3 separate regions of the Zea mays genome follow, and regions 1 and 2 are each linked to region 3. The links are chromatin contacts, called in public Hi-C maps. All regions are on one chromosome and are shown on one strand. Each heading gives the region's core, a stretch centred on a gene start, on an enhancer-like site or on the middle of the called end of the contact. The rest is flanking DNA. Distances are from core to core; before and after follow the strand shown. Region 1 holds the start of LOC100283841 (GTP-binding protein PTD004). Region 2 holds the start of LOC103641134 (NAC domain-containing protein 21/22-like). Region 3 holds the start of LOC100384498 (RNA-binding KH domain-containing protein).

What was found. A called contact is a pair of places that touch in the nucleus more often than the background predicts.
Region 1: a contact with region 3 is called in a Hi-C map of leaf, with 7 times the contacts expected there. The contact joins the promoter of LOC100283841 here to the promoter of LOC100384498 in region 3. A contact is called at or near these places in 3 of 25 Hi-C or Micro-C datasets (endosperm, leaf and tassel).
Region 2: a Hi-C map of ear shows a contact between it and region 3, with 3 times the contacts expected there. The contact joins the promoter of LOC103641134 here to the promoter of LOC100384498 in region 3. A contact is called at or near these places in 3 of 25 Hi-C or Micro-C datasets (ear, leaf and tassel).

The regions. Positions count from the first base shown.
Region 1 is chr10:62,930,504-62,934,666 of Zm-B73-REFERENCE-NAM-5.0, reverse strand. LOC100283841 (GTP-binding protein PTD004) reads left to right here and starts at 1,915. Exons shown (of 12, transcript NM_001156739.2): 1 at 1,915-2,174; 2 at 3,298-3,465; 3 at 3,714-3,837. The coding sequence starts at 2,091.
Region 2 is chr10:62,118,432-62,122,626 of Zm-B73-REFERENCE-NAM-5.0, reverse strand. LOC103641134 (NAC domain-containing protein 21/22-like) reads right to left here and starts at 2,575. Exons shown (of 3, transcript NM_001301481.2): 1 at 2,343-2,575; 2 at 1,756-2,042; 3 at 1-664. The coding sequence starts at 2,523. The coding sequence ends at 284. TRNAV-AAC (transfer RNA valine (anticodon AAC)) reads left to right here and starts at 2,107; the gene lies at 2,107-2,180.
Region 3 is chr10:62,490,533-62,495,068 of Zm-B73-REFERENCE-NAM-5.0, reverse strand. LOC100384498 (RNA-binding KH domain-containing protein) reads right to left here and starts at 2,295. Exons shown (of 8, transcript NM_001345920.1): 1 at 2,163-2,295; 2 at 70-677. The coding sequence starts at 666.

The DNA of each region.
Region 1 (4,163 bases), core at 666-3,165, 440 kb before region 3:
TTCACTATTATTTAGGAGACATGTGATCATCATGTACGTATGGGTGCCCCACGGTCGTGTATATAAGGCTCAGGGGAACCCCATCATTTTCATCCCCCATCTACTTATCTCATTAGCTTTCCTCCATTCAGGAGGTACCACTTGTAACACACTGCATACAGATCCACCCCAGGAAGTAGGGTATTACGCCTCTCCAAGCGGCCCGAACCTGCAGAAAATCATCTCTCTCTCTCTCTCGTGCGTCTCGCATGAACCATTGAATTACAATCAACAACACCGTCCTACCCAAAAGCACCACAAGGGTAACCCTGGGTGTGCGGTTGGACTCTAAACACCGACAGCAGGGGCCATGTGTTGAGCAGAAAAAGTGGCAGACGGTCCGGCCCTAGGGCCCGGACGGTCCGCGGCCCCGCGATCAGATCAACTCAGGTGATTATCCTTATCTTGTGTATGGTTATCCATCTAATCACGTGAGAGTTGTTGGCTATCTTTTAGGAACAGGTATAGACCTCCTCCCCTATAAATATAAAGGGGTACGACCGATTGAGAACCCCCGAACACATTCTAATTGAGCCAACTACTTTCTTTATCATTCCCGCCCTAGGAGTAGATGTAGCGTAGTTCTAGTTATAGCCTTTCGCATATCCACCTCCACCCATATTCGACTCTACGTCGTCTAGATTCGTCTTGGGTGGCCCGCTGACCCAAGACGACCCTAGGATCTTACCCCTTCTGGGGGCAAGATCTAGTTGTCCATCCAAGGCATCTTCCTCGAATTGATCTCTAAATTCCTAGGCGACTCCACGTCGTCTGGGGATGGCCCGAGTGACATGTCGACCTAGGGTGCCCTAAGATTTCTTTCCCTAAGGGCGAGATCTAGGTTCTAGCGAGGAGGAGGAAGATGACCCTGCGCCATCGCGGACCGTTCGACCCTATGTGCGGTCCGTCCGGTGTGAAGCAGGGAAGGCGTCGTTCCTGCGCTCAGGCCGCGGACCGTCCGGCCCAGAGCCACGGACCATCCGCACCGTCGCAGAGGGCACCGTCAGACGATACATCCCTAGTGATTGCGCTGCCCAGATCGACGCCAACACTATGAAAAAATTTGATGTGGACTGTGAACTGTAAAAAAACTAAAAACCATTTAATGTACATTACTAAAAGTTCTTCGATTATATATTTTCACAGTCCATCCGAAAGCTACTAAAACAGATCTACATGTGTTTTTATTTTATACTCTAAGAAACCCGGCTTTTGGAAAAAAACTATTTTCTAGATCGAGCCCTTTGATTCATTTTTTGTCTTTTATGCCATTCCCAGTAGAAGTTTCATTGCACCGTTCCAAAAGTGACACAGTGTATCTTGAGTTTCATCTCGATGAAACCCTCTCTCTCCTCTCATGAAACTCTCTACCGCGCCATGTCATCAAACATAGTGATGTGTCATCTATTTAATAAGAACAAAACTATAATAAAACTTCCAATGGGAATGATCTTAGAAAGTAAAAACTAAAAAAAAACAAAACCAAACACACCTAAGGGCCTTTTTGGTTCAGCTTTTTTTCTGACCAGTTTTTCCGAGAATCTAGCTGTGGGGAGAATCGGGCTTTGCAGAGAATCTGAGTATCATTAGGATTACGTGCGGAGGAAGATAAAGTTGTCCATGGGGCTCAGGATCTATAAAGTGACGGATTACTACTATTGTGACAACTCAACCGATTATATGTTTATGTTGATTTTGAATGGTTTTTACCGAATCGAATTTTATAGAAGCTGACTGAAAAGCTGAGTGTTTGGCAGTTTGCAGCAGCTTTTGGTGACCAGAAACTGTGAAAAGCCGAAACAAACAGGGGCTAAATCTCTCGCTCAAGTTGCAAACATAAAACCTAGTGGAAAAAAGAAAAGAAAACCTCTCCCCACAGCACCTCGATCCATCGTTCATCTCACAGCCCAACCCAGCCCAGCAACCGCGAATCCGTGTTCATCTCCCTACTCGATCGGCAGCCGCAAGAGCTGACCCTCCGCTTCCCCCCAAAAACCCTAGCCATCCCAGGTTGCTCCGGCCGCATCCCCGCCGACCGCCGACCGCCGACGATGCCTCCCAAGGCCAAGAAGGACGCTGCGCCGTCTGAGCGCCCCATCCTTGGACGCTTCTCTTCCCACCTCAAGATCGGGATCGTAAGCCCAATTCCATCCCCTCCCCGATGCACACTCCCTTCCCTAGGATCGTAGCCGTTCTGGGACACCGTGGATGGACTGAGCGAGCTCAGCTCCGCTGGGGCTACCGGCGGTTGGAGTTATAAGGGCCTTCATGTGGTAGCCGTTGTCCGTGCTCGCCTGAAGTTCTGGTAGTATCTACGGGCTCTGAGCTAATGAGTCGTGGATGCCTCGATGGGAGCTTTAGGTTGTGATTTCGTGGTTAATTGATTCGAGCCGCGCGGTACGTGTGCTGCCCCTTGTGCACGGAGATAGTTGCTTCGGAGGCTCAGGTTGTTGTTGGCACAGATTTACCTGATCCTATTATCGTGTTGTTCCTGGGAAGTTGGCTAGTGAGTGTCAGGTGTGATCGAATTGTTATTATTGGTTTTTGTACTTCTTGTTTTTTTACTTATGGTTGCTGAGGATATGATTTGGAATAATTGCACTGATATATATTTTTGCTGTGTGCACGTAGCCTATATCTGGCAGTAGTTCTGTATGTTTCTTTTGTATACCATGGTGCTGTACTGCTTGCTTTAGTGGCATGTTAGAGGCCTAGGGCATTTGTGGGTCTTATATACTCCATCCAATCTAAACTATAGTTCACTTTAGCTTTATCCTAACTTTAATCAAATTATAGAAAAATGCATCAAATTAGTTTCATTGATATGTCTTGGTAGTGCATTTATTTGAACTTTTAGATGTTAATATATGTTTTTTCTTCTGCAAAAACTTGGTGAGAGTTAGAGATGTTTGACTTATGATGACAAAACTAAAGGTAGCTATTGTTTTGGAATGGAGGGAATAGTATACTATCATGGCTTAACAAATCATAATGCCCGTACCTTTAGATTGCGCATGTTAGTGACATTTTAAGCTACGAATGGTTCAATTGTTTTGCCACTCTGCGCTGACCGCTGAGTGCTGACTATGCATCAAGTTTTGTTGGCAAATGTGATTAGCTCGGTGGCAAAATTGCATTTGTATTTGGTTATAATCCCATCACTGGCCACTTGATCGTTTCATGTTTGTCACTGATAAAATGGCAATGTAAGTCAGTAAGATGAGGTCTAATTCAGTTTTTGGATTAATGTTTCTGCAGGTTGGGTTGCCAAATGTTGGCAAATCAACTTTTTTCAACATAGTAACGAAGTTGGCTATCCCAGCTGAGAATTTTCCTTTCTGTACCATCGAACCAAATGAAGCACGGGTGAATGTTCCAGATGAACGGTTTGATTGGCTTTGCAAACTTTACAAGCCAAAGAGTGAGGTTTGTTTCTTTTCTTTACCCATATTCGGTGACAGAGAGGAGGGGGGGCAGGACCCCTTTAAGCCCCTACAGTTTCTATTGAAATTATTTGAATTTGACTAAGTTTTGAAAAAAAAATGTTCTGCTGCTCCCACCCAGAAAGTAAAAATCGCATTTCTCTTTCTGAGGTTATGTTTCAGATCATCAGATGTACAATGACTGTTCAAATCGTGTTTCATGTGCATTGTGGTCGTTGAAATTCTGTGCAGGTGCCTGCATATCTTGAAGTAACTGACATAGCTGGGCTTATTAGAGGTGCTCATGCTGGGGATGGTCTGGGCAATGCATTCCTCTCACATATACGTGCTGTTGATGGAATCTTCCATGTCCTAAGTATGTTTTTGTTCTAGTGTTGTTAATGTTGGTATTTAGTATTCTACCGAATTGTTATGCATTATTTTAATCAACATCTACTGCTGTGTTGTAGATCATGCATTTGATTTTTAAGATACTATCAGTCCTATAGTTGTTCGATTGATCTAATGCTTCTGTAGTCTGTAAATATAAACTAGGAGTTGAATTTCTGATATGAAGTGAAAATAGGGCTACCATATTGCTTCATTTTGTGGCAAACAGCATCTCTGATTAATTAATGAGTGATAATCATAGAAACTGGCAGCTGTATATTATTATCAGTATAAATATTATCTATTCATAAC
Region 2 (4,195 bases), core at 1,326-3,825, 370 kb after region 3:
AGTTTCTTAACACTATGTTACAATGTACACATTTGTCTTTCACTGATTGTCTGAAGTTTAGCAGGTGCTATGTACAAATACTACGCCAAACAAGGATAAGGACACTGTTCCTTCAGTAGTAATATGTACAAATACTACGCCAAGCCATTAGTCCAATAACGGATAATCTAATCTACACAATCTGCAAGTCACACTGCTAATCAAATCTAAGCAGCAGAACCCTACTGGCCACTCAGTACTAACACTCCATACATCCAGATCCAGCAAACAACACAGATCTATCTCATATCCCAAGGGGGCTCCACATCCGTGACATGCCATTTTCCTGGTTCCAGTTGCAATTTGGAGCCAGCTCCAGCACTGAACTAGTGTTGTTCGAGACACTGGTCATCGCTGTCGTGACAGATTCCTTCTCGGAGGCGTCGAACTCCAGAAGGTCCCCAAGGCTCACTGGTCTTCTGAATGGCAGTGCCGGCAGACCGGAGAAGCAGTACACCTGCTCTGCAACCGTTGGGGCGGCGTAGGTGTCAGCGAGGGGCGCAAGCGGCAGGGCAGCCGGCAGTTGCGGTTCAGCTGATGGGGTGCCGTCCCGGGCGTCTTCAGATTCTGGCCTTGGGCTGGTTGTTCTGCTCTTGTAGAACACCCTGCATAGCACCCAGTCCTCCTGAATTTTGCAGAGACGTGTTATATATAGTCCATAAAGAAATTTAAAAAAAAACCTCATCCTAGGGAGGGCTGGAATATATTTCATGTTTCTGACAGGCTAATTCAGCAGGCTGATGCGATGCATAATGTTGATGCAACTAACATAACCACCTCTTGCAACAGGTCGCACTGAAAAGTTACATTTTTTTTTCTGGGGTTGGTTTACCTGAGGAATAAGCAATCATACAAATTTGGTTGACAGTTTGAAGTAAAGAATTAGTCAGCCGGAGATTCATCGCATCCTTCTCAAGGGAATGTGCAGCACATTAAATTTTGTTTACTGTAATAGCTTATTGTGTGATGTTGATGGAACTGACATAGCATCGTTTACAACAAGCTACTTGAAGGATTCTGTGTTGGAAATCTGTTACTTGAGGAAACTAGCAATCCTACAGGCTTGAGTAAAAGAAGAATCAGTCGTATAGAGAGTCAAATAAATCCCTTTCAAGGGAATGTTCAGCTCATCATTAATTTACTTAAATAGCTGTAGCTTATCTGATGGAACAGCTTTGGGTTGGATGATTGTAGTGACGTAGGCATGAATTGACCGAAAGATAGTAACGGATGGGCAGAGGCAGACTAGGCGGCCATGAGTACAATAATTAGGGTGGGCAGGTAGCTTTGTCATGCGAGAATGCATGTTGAACGAGACCCTACATGCTTGGATTTGTTTAGAGCCAAATGAGTAAAATAGCTTCTTCAGCATCATCACAGTGGTGCCAAAGACAACTTAGGAGACCATCAACAGTTCAACATCCCCCGCCTTCTTCTTTTGTAAACATTTCAACGAGCACCAAACAAACGTGGATCGTACTGCTATTCTGATGTTCAAAACACCATCACTCCGGCCCGATCGACTTTAAGGGCTTGTTTGGGACCAAGTGAAATGGAGAGAATTGAGGGGGCTATAATCCCTTGTTATTCAAAATTGAATAGTAAGGGATTATAGCCCCCTCAATTCTCTTTGTTCCACTTACTCCCAAACAAGCTCTAAGGGTTTTGTGACAATTAATAACGTGATCCACGACTATCCAGAGGCTAATCAGTTACCTTGTTTGGCGCAGCTGCTGCTAGCAGGCACGGCGCGGCATGGGGGTGGAGGCGGAACTCGTGCATGACCCACTCCGTCTTCTTCCCCCTGGGCGCGCGGCCCCGGTAGAAGACCAGCGTCTTGCGCATCCCCACCGCCACCTCGCCGCCGGCGACGACGGCGCGGTCCTTGCCGGTGGCCTTCCAGTAGCCGGAGTGCGTGGCGCGGTTAGTGCGCTGCCCCGTCGCGTACTTGCGGTCGCGCAGGCTGAAGAAGTACCACTCCTTCCCACCCACGCACGCGGAATCTGATCGACATCAACGAACGAAAAATAATAATATAACAGTTTCTGTATAGTTCAATCAACAAATGGTTTCGTGGTGTAGTTGGTTATCACGTCAGTCTAACACACTGAAGGTCTCCGGTTCGAACCCGGGCGAAGCCAATTGTTCTTTTTTGCTGCTCAATCTTCTTATTCATTTTTTTCTTACTAATTTACTAATTCCCTGTTGTAGAACTTCTGATGATCTAGTATAGACTTTGGATGCATTAGCAAAAAAGGATATTGTTTATTTCTGCAATTAAATCAGATTTTAGTACTACAGACCTGGGAGGTCCCATGGCTCGCACTTGTTGAGGTCGACGTCGACGACGATGGCAGCGCCGGCATGGTGGCCATGGCCGGAGAGCTTTTGTAGGAGGTAGTCCATCACGAGCTCGTCATCCCTGGGGTGGAACCTGAACCCCGGAGGCATTCTCGCCTCCATCATGCTGATCGACGAGCTCATCTTCTTCTACCTAGCTAGTTACTAATTAATATGTGCTGCAGTTTCCCGTCTTAGAGAGAGAGAGGAGGGGCTGTGTTTTGAAGGCCGCCCAACAGGGCAGTGGGAATGGAGCATCTCATGAAGCGATAGGATGGTATATAAATAGGGTGCACAAGTCAACCATGCAATTTGCCAGTTTCTACTTCCATACGATTGAGTACTGGTCTATTGAGGCTGTCTCCAACAACGACCGATAAATGATTCTGTAAGTTAAATTTAGCGGACAATTACCTCCTCTATGAGTCCAGCAACACACGCTAAAAAGTTCGGTAAATTTAGAGCACGTCCTCATACACGCTAAAGCTAGCGGATCTCGGGCATCCGCTAAACGACACCTTCGTCTACTCCGCGCGCTGGGGCTAAAGCTTTCTGTTGGTGCTGGCAAAGCTCTCATCCATGGCGCCGGGGCTAAAGCTCTCGAGCAAGTAGGAGGGGTCGTGGAAGCTGGCCAAGGTCACAGACTCGCAGGGACGGGGAAGCAGCGGCCGCAAGGAGGGGAGGGCGAGGTGTACATCGGGTGCTCCGTCGCAGATCTAGCTCGTCCTCGACCAACTTTATTGGCCCTCCGTCGCAGATCTAGCTCGTCGGTATTTAACACGAAGCCGGCGGCGGAGGATATCGCGAGCACAGCCAGGCACCAACGACCAACTCCATCGGCCTTTCGTCCAGCCGCCAATCGCCATTCCTGTGTAGGGACATTCGAACGATCATTTTTCATGTCCAATACGGAAAAATGTAAACTACAAAGCTTGGTTAATGAGTTGGTAAAAATAAGTATGAGTAATTTAGGCTACATAATCAAGAATGCAATATGTAGCGTATTTTATTTTCGAGACCTACAAATAATATTTTTCTTTGTGTCGAATACGAAAAAATATAGAATACAAAATCTGGTATCACTATTCATATAGAGAACATAATTTAGAGTATACTGCTGGAGAAGGAGAAGATATAAAGGATGAAATCTTTTGGAGTGTGCTGTAAAGGACATAGAATATTCTTTTAGTGGATGAAATTTATGGGACATTGCTGGAGATAGCCTAAACATCCTTACAGGACCTATAGGGGTGCAAGAGGCTACCTGCCACGAGCAGGGGCGGACTCAGCCCAAAGGTTGAGTGAGGGCCTGGGCCTAAATAAATGCATAGGGCTACTAAAACTTTGTAAATACATTGAATAAGATAGAATATCCATTAAAACAACGAAATTGAGTGGGGCCTGTGCCCCCGCTCCCCATAACATAGGTCCGCTGCTGGATTGTGGGTTAAAAAATAGTGCTATCTTGCCTTTAATCTGTACTTGATTCTACTACTTCTAAAGTGTTTTTTTCTATAGATTACAGTTGCAGCAGTTCAAACAGACGACTTTAATCCTAAGCGAACGACTAGAGTAATGAGTACTGGAGGCCAGAGGCAGATCTAGGACAAGAAAAGACTAAGGGTCTGTTTGGTTAAGTTGTAGATTTCCGAAAATCTGATTTTAGCTGTGAGCTATAAGAAAGCTACTATGGGCTGACGATTATGGAAAACTGAAATTTATTTTGTTGAAACAGCTGTCAACTATAGATTTTACAGGAGCATGATATCTTGTAAGATGAATCACATGAATCTAGAAAATCTAGGATAGAAGATGA
Region 3 (4,536 bases), core at 1,046-3,545:
AATAATAATTATCCATTAGTAGGGAAACACCAATTGATTTACCAAACAATGAGATGCCAGAGAATTTACCTGAACAAAATTATCAAAACTCATAGCACATGAATGTGTAGGGTCACTTGGATCTTTTGGGCTCACTTTAATGAATGCTCTTGATGTTGACCGAAGATGCTTGATGACAGCACCAGATTTTCCTATAACATTTGATGCCTGACTAGCTGGCACAAGAATGTTAGCTTCCTCTGTGCTCTTCTTATCAGAGTCTTTATGATTCTTATGTAATGTCTGCAGTGCATCAACAATTGCATTATGCACCCTAAGTAATGCATCTTGAGCTGCACAAACAGGCTCATTGTCATCACCCTCAGCATCAAGGTCTCTATGCTTGACGTAGCAATATACCAAGATAACCCTTTTGTCTGCACCGGGGTACGGGTCAACAACCTTGACTTTGGCACTTGTCTGATGCCTGATAGCATTTATCACATTGCCATGCTTTCCTATGACACTACCAATCAAACTGTCTGGACAGAGTATACGGTAAAGAACCAGCCCATCATTATTAGAGCTTTCCTGAGCACGGGGAAACGGCCTCTTGTGTTGGTCCTTCCTTTCTTCTCTTTCATATTCCCTGTGTTGGGAGGGACGCTTACCAGTCTGCTGCCTCATTGTTTAGTTAACTGTGCAAGGAAACAAACCATAAGATTCATACAAAGCTTTATACAGATGTAGGAGAAACATCTAGCTATCAACATTTTCTGAAAAAAGGCATCCAAAGTCCAACAAGAAAAGGTACAGTTGTACACAACATAACCACTGTGACCATAGCAAAAAAATATTGTAGGGAGATGGACAGACCTAGTGCTGCCTGCTCCCACATGAGTGGGCCTGGGGAAGAAATAACCAAGACAAGATATCACCAAAAAATAGATACAGCCAATTAGAATTTTATCAGCCAAGCTATAAATACAATAGCTCAACCAATCCATTTAACATATCAAAAGTAACTTGCAATATTTTCAAGTCGGACAACTTGCTGGTCGTTCTAGCTGACCGACTTTGGCGATTAATCGCGATTAATCACGATTAGTCGGACGACTTGGGCGATTAATCGTGATTGGTCCAAACCGACTTCGACGATTAATCGTGATTAATCGGACGACTTGAAAACATTGGTAACTGATGTATGATGTTTTACTTAGGCACCACAGAGAATAATCAAACAAGGCAGAATCACACATACCAACGACTCGGCACAATGCAGCCACAGGGGATGCAACATTTGTTATACTTACTAGAGCCCTCCAACCCAGTAACTAAACCAACAAGGCAACATGACAAGGAACTAGATTTGGAAGCAACAAATGACAACCAAACTAGGTTTGGTCATCGATGGCACAAATTAGAACAAGGAAGCACATGAAAGATAGTGCTACACAATGCAACCATCTGAGTGAGTACAACACAGGTCCCAACGGTTAAATCACCTAGATGGAAAGCTCATACATGCATGGTTGTTGTGCGTAAAATGGTTGTAGGTAACGCATTTCCGGCGCGAAACGGTTAGCTGGCTAGGTTTGGAACTGAATCGTCACAGTCAAGGATGGTACAGGACAAACCACTTGAATAGACCACAACATACACACAAGCCAGTAGGGCCTTTATGCATGAGCACAAAAGGAATGGGTCTGAGATGCTTGTGGACATCTTCACCAGAACAGGCAGCGGTCGGCCAGGCTACCAATTCTGGCTCTGGCACAGCACCGGAGGAAACCTACCCTAAACCTAGCCGGAGGAAACCTAGTCACTGCAGACGGCCAGAATTCAGCACATAGCACAGGACACTGGGACTTGTCAAGGAGGGCCCTGAGAGCTCGTATGGGTGCCGATAGCACAATCTGTCGTTGAGACGAACGAGAGGAAGAAAACCTAATCCACTCGGAGCACGGGTCACTGAGTAGACTGACCGAATCAGCAGCGCGCCGAGCACGCAAAGAAGGAATCCACGTCGGCCATCTCAGCGGAGGGGGCAAAACTCTCTTGGAATGGAAGAAAGAGGAATTCGGAATCGATTGAGAACGGGGCGACAGGACCAGCGCCGATAGTTTGGATAAGGGGACCAGACAAACAACCAATCGGCCCAAGAGAGGTATAGGGTTCGTTACCAAGGTGCACGGAAGGAATCTTTCGAACGTCCGCGCCCGGGCGGAGAGCGGCGGGGACGGGAGGATCCGGCAGAGGGACGCGGGGGAATGGAGGAGGGAGGGGCCGTCGCCGCTCGGCGGCGGTCCAGTCGTGGTCGTGGAGGTCTTGACGTGCAGCCGTGCAGGGGCGGCGGTCTTGGGTTTTTAGAGGATATAGGGGAGTTGGATGGACCGAGAACTGGACCAGTTCCAGCGTATGAAAACCTTGCATTTTCGGCCCATTAGCAGAGAGAGATTTGGCTGGATATATGGAATTGCAACTAGGGCTGAAACTACTCCTAAAGCTAATTCATAAGGTAAATAAGGTAGATCTACATTTGGGTTCAACTGTTGGATCATTCAATAATTGTATTCTTTATATATATATATATATATATATATATATATATATATATATAGGGAGGTTCATCTAATAAAATATCGCGAGATAGTAGGATAACCTCGCAAGAGATAAGGACTCCAGCCTAAATTAATCTGATTGTGGATCATCTGGGCTATCATGTCAGATCGTCCGAGGTCCAAACCGTTCGGACCATATTGTCAGACCGTCCAGTCGTCTAGGTGCCAGATTTTGTGCTCAACACATGCCCCTTCTCTTTTGGCAGAGTTTGGCGAGCAAAAAAACATGGGTGCCGTTTGGTTCATATATTTTTAATGTAATGGGTAACGGATAACGTTAAACCATGTTTGTTTTAATCCAACCGTAATCAGATACTACACTAAAATTTGATACCAGCCTATTCAAATTTGTTACCGCCAGTAATCGAGCCGAAACCGTTACCATTACCATTTGCGTTACATTTTTTGAACCAAACAGCATCCATTCCTTACATATTTTCTAGACATATAACTTGATGTGAGAACATCGACTTTCTAAGTATACTGCTACACAATAGGATAATACTTTTTTCAGGAAACAACCATTCAATGTTTTAGGTAACTTCTCTCCTAGCAATGTTTCCAACATGTATATATTACTAGAAATTATATGTACACCTTATAAGGCCCTTCCCAACATAGAAACCATTTGCCAAACTTGGGATCCTTAGTCTTCAATGGCAAGGTTGTCTTCCACAACAAAACTCCAACCTAAAATGATTTAGCCTTTAACTTTTTATTGTAAGCATTGGCAACTATAAGCTTGTATTTTTTTCAATCTTATTCAAAACCATCAATCTCTTATCGGTCAACTCATCAACATTATCCATCATTAAATCATGATACTCACCGACATCTAAATCATTTTGCCTAGAAATCCTAATAGCATTTAGATTTACTTCTATAGGCAAGATCACTTCATGTCCATATACAAGCTCAAAAGGAGAAACCTTAGTGGCACGATGTCTAAATATTCTATGAGCCTATAAAGACTTAGACAAAACTTTATGCCAATGCCTAAGATAATCAGATATCTTCTTTTTGATAAGGCTAACCAATGTCCTATTACTTGACTCGGCCTAACCATTGGTCTGAGCATAATATGGAGATGAATTAAATAATTTAATACTATATAATGCAACAAACTCACGTACCTCTTTGTATATAAAAAAGTCCATTGATCTATTGTCAAAATCTAGGAAATACTAAATCTATGAATGATATGTTCTGTATTGATCGATGGCCGGAGTTGATAAACCCCCTAGACGCTTGATCCTAGCCGTCCACCCTTGATCCGATGGCCCAGGTGTTCGGGTAATGGTTCGCGTGGTTTGTGGAACCAGAGTCGTTGATCCAAGATCTGGTGGCCAGAGCACCTCGCGCCCTCAGCGCGTCGTTGTCCCGTGGGCCCCGCGCGTCTCGCCCCACCCTGAGCCCCACCTGTCAGGCGTCCGCGTCTGCGCGCCCGCCCGCCAGTTCTAATCATGGTCGTCGGTCTAAGATCTAATGACTGAAAAGACCCAATACCCCTTAGATTTGCCATTTTGTAAAACGAACCCTCGGTTCCCGGGTAATAGAACATGGCGTCCCTGGTTTTTGCAGCCGAGCCCCTGAAATCATGCAGAGAGAACCTTGGGAATATATTTAATCACATAAATAGGTCTAGTTTAGGGTTTCAAATTTCAAAACTTGTTTATTTCATATCTTTTGCATATGAACTCCAAATTGGGTGGTTCAAATTGCAAAATGTTCATAATATTATTACCTATCTGTTTAAATTATAATCTTGCACTATTTGCATGTCTTAATTTTATGACTAGATAATAGGTTCATTTAAAGTGATGAATTATTTATTAAAAGGAAAATAGAAGGGTAAAGCCCTAATGAATAGTTAAGTGGTTAACTTTATGAAATTAACCTCATGCAATATGTAATCCCATCCCTAGAATGACTTTAA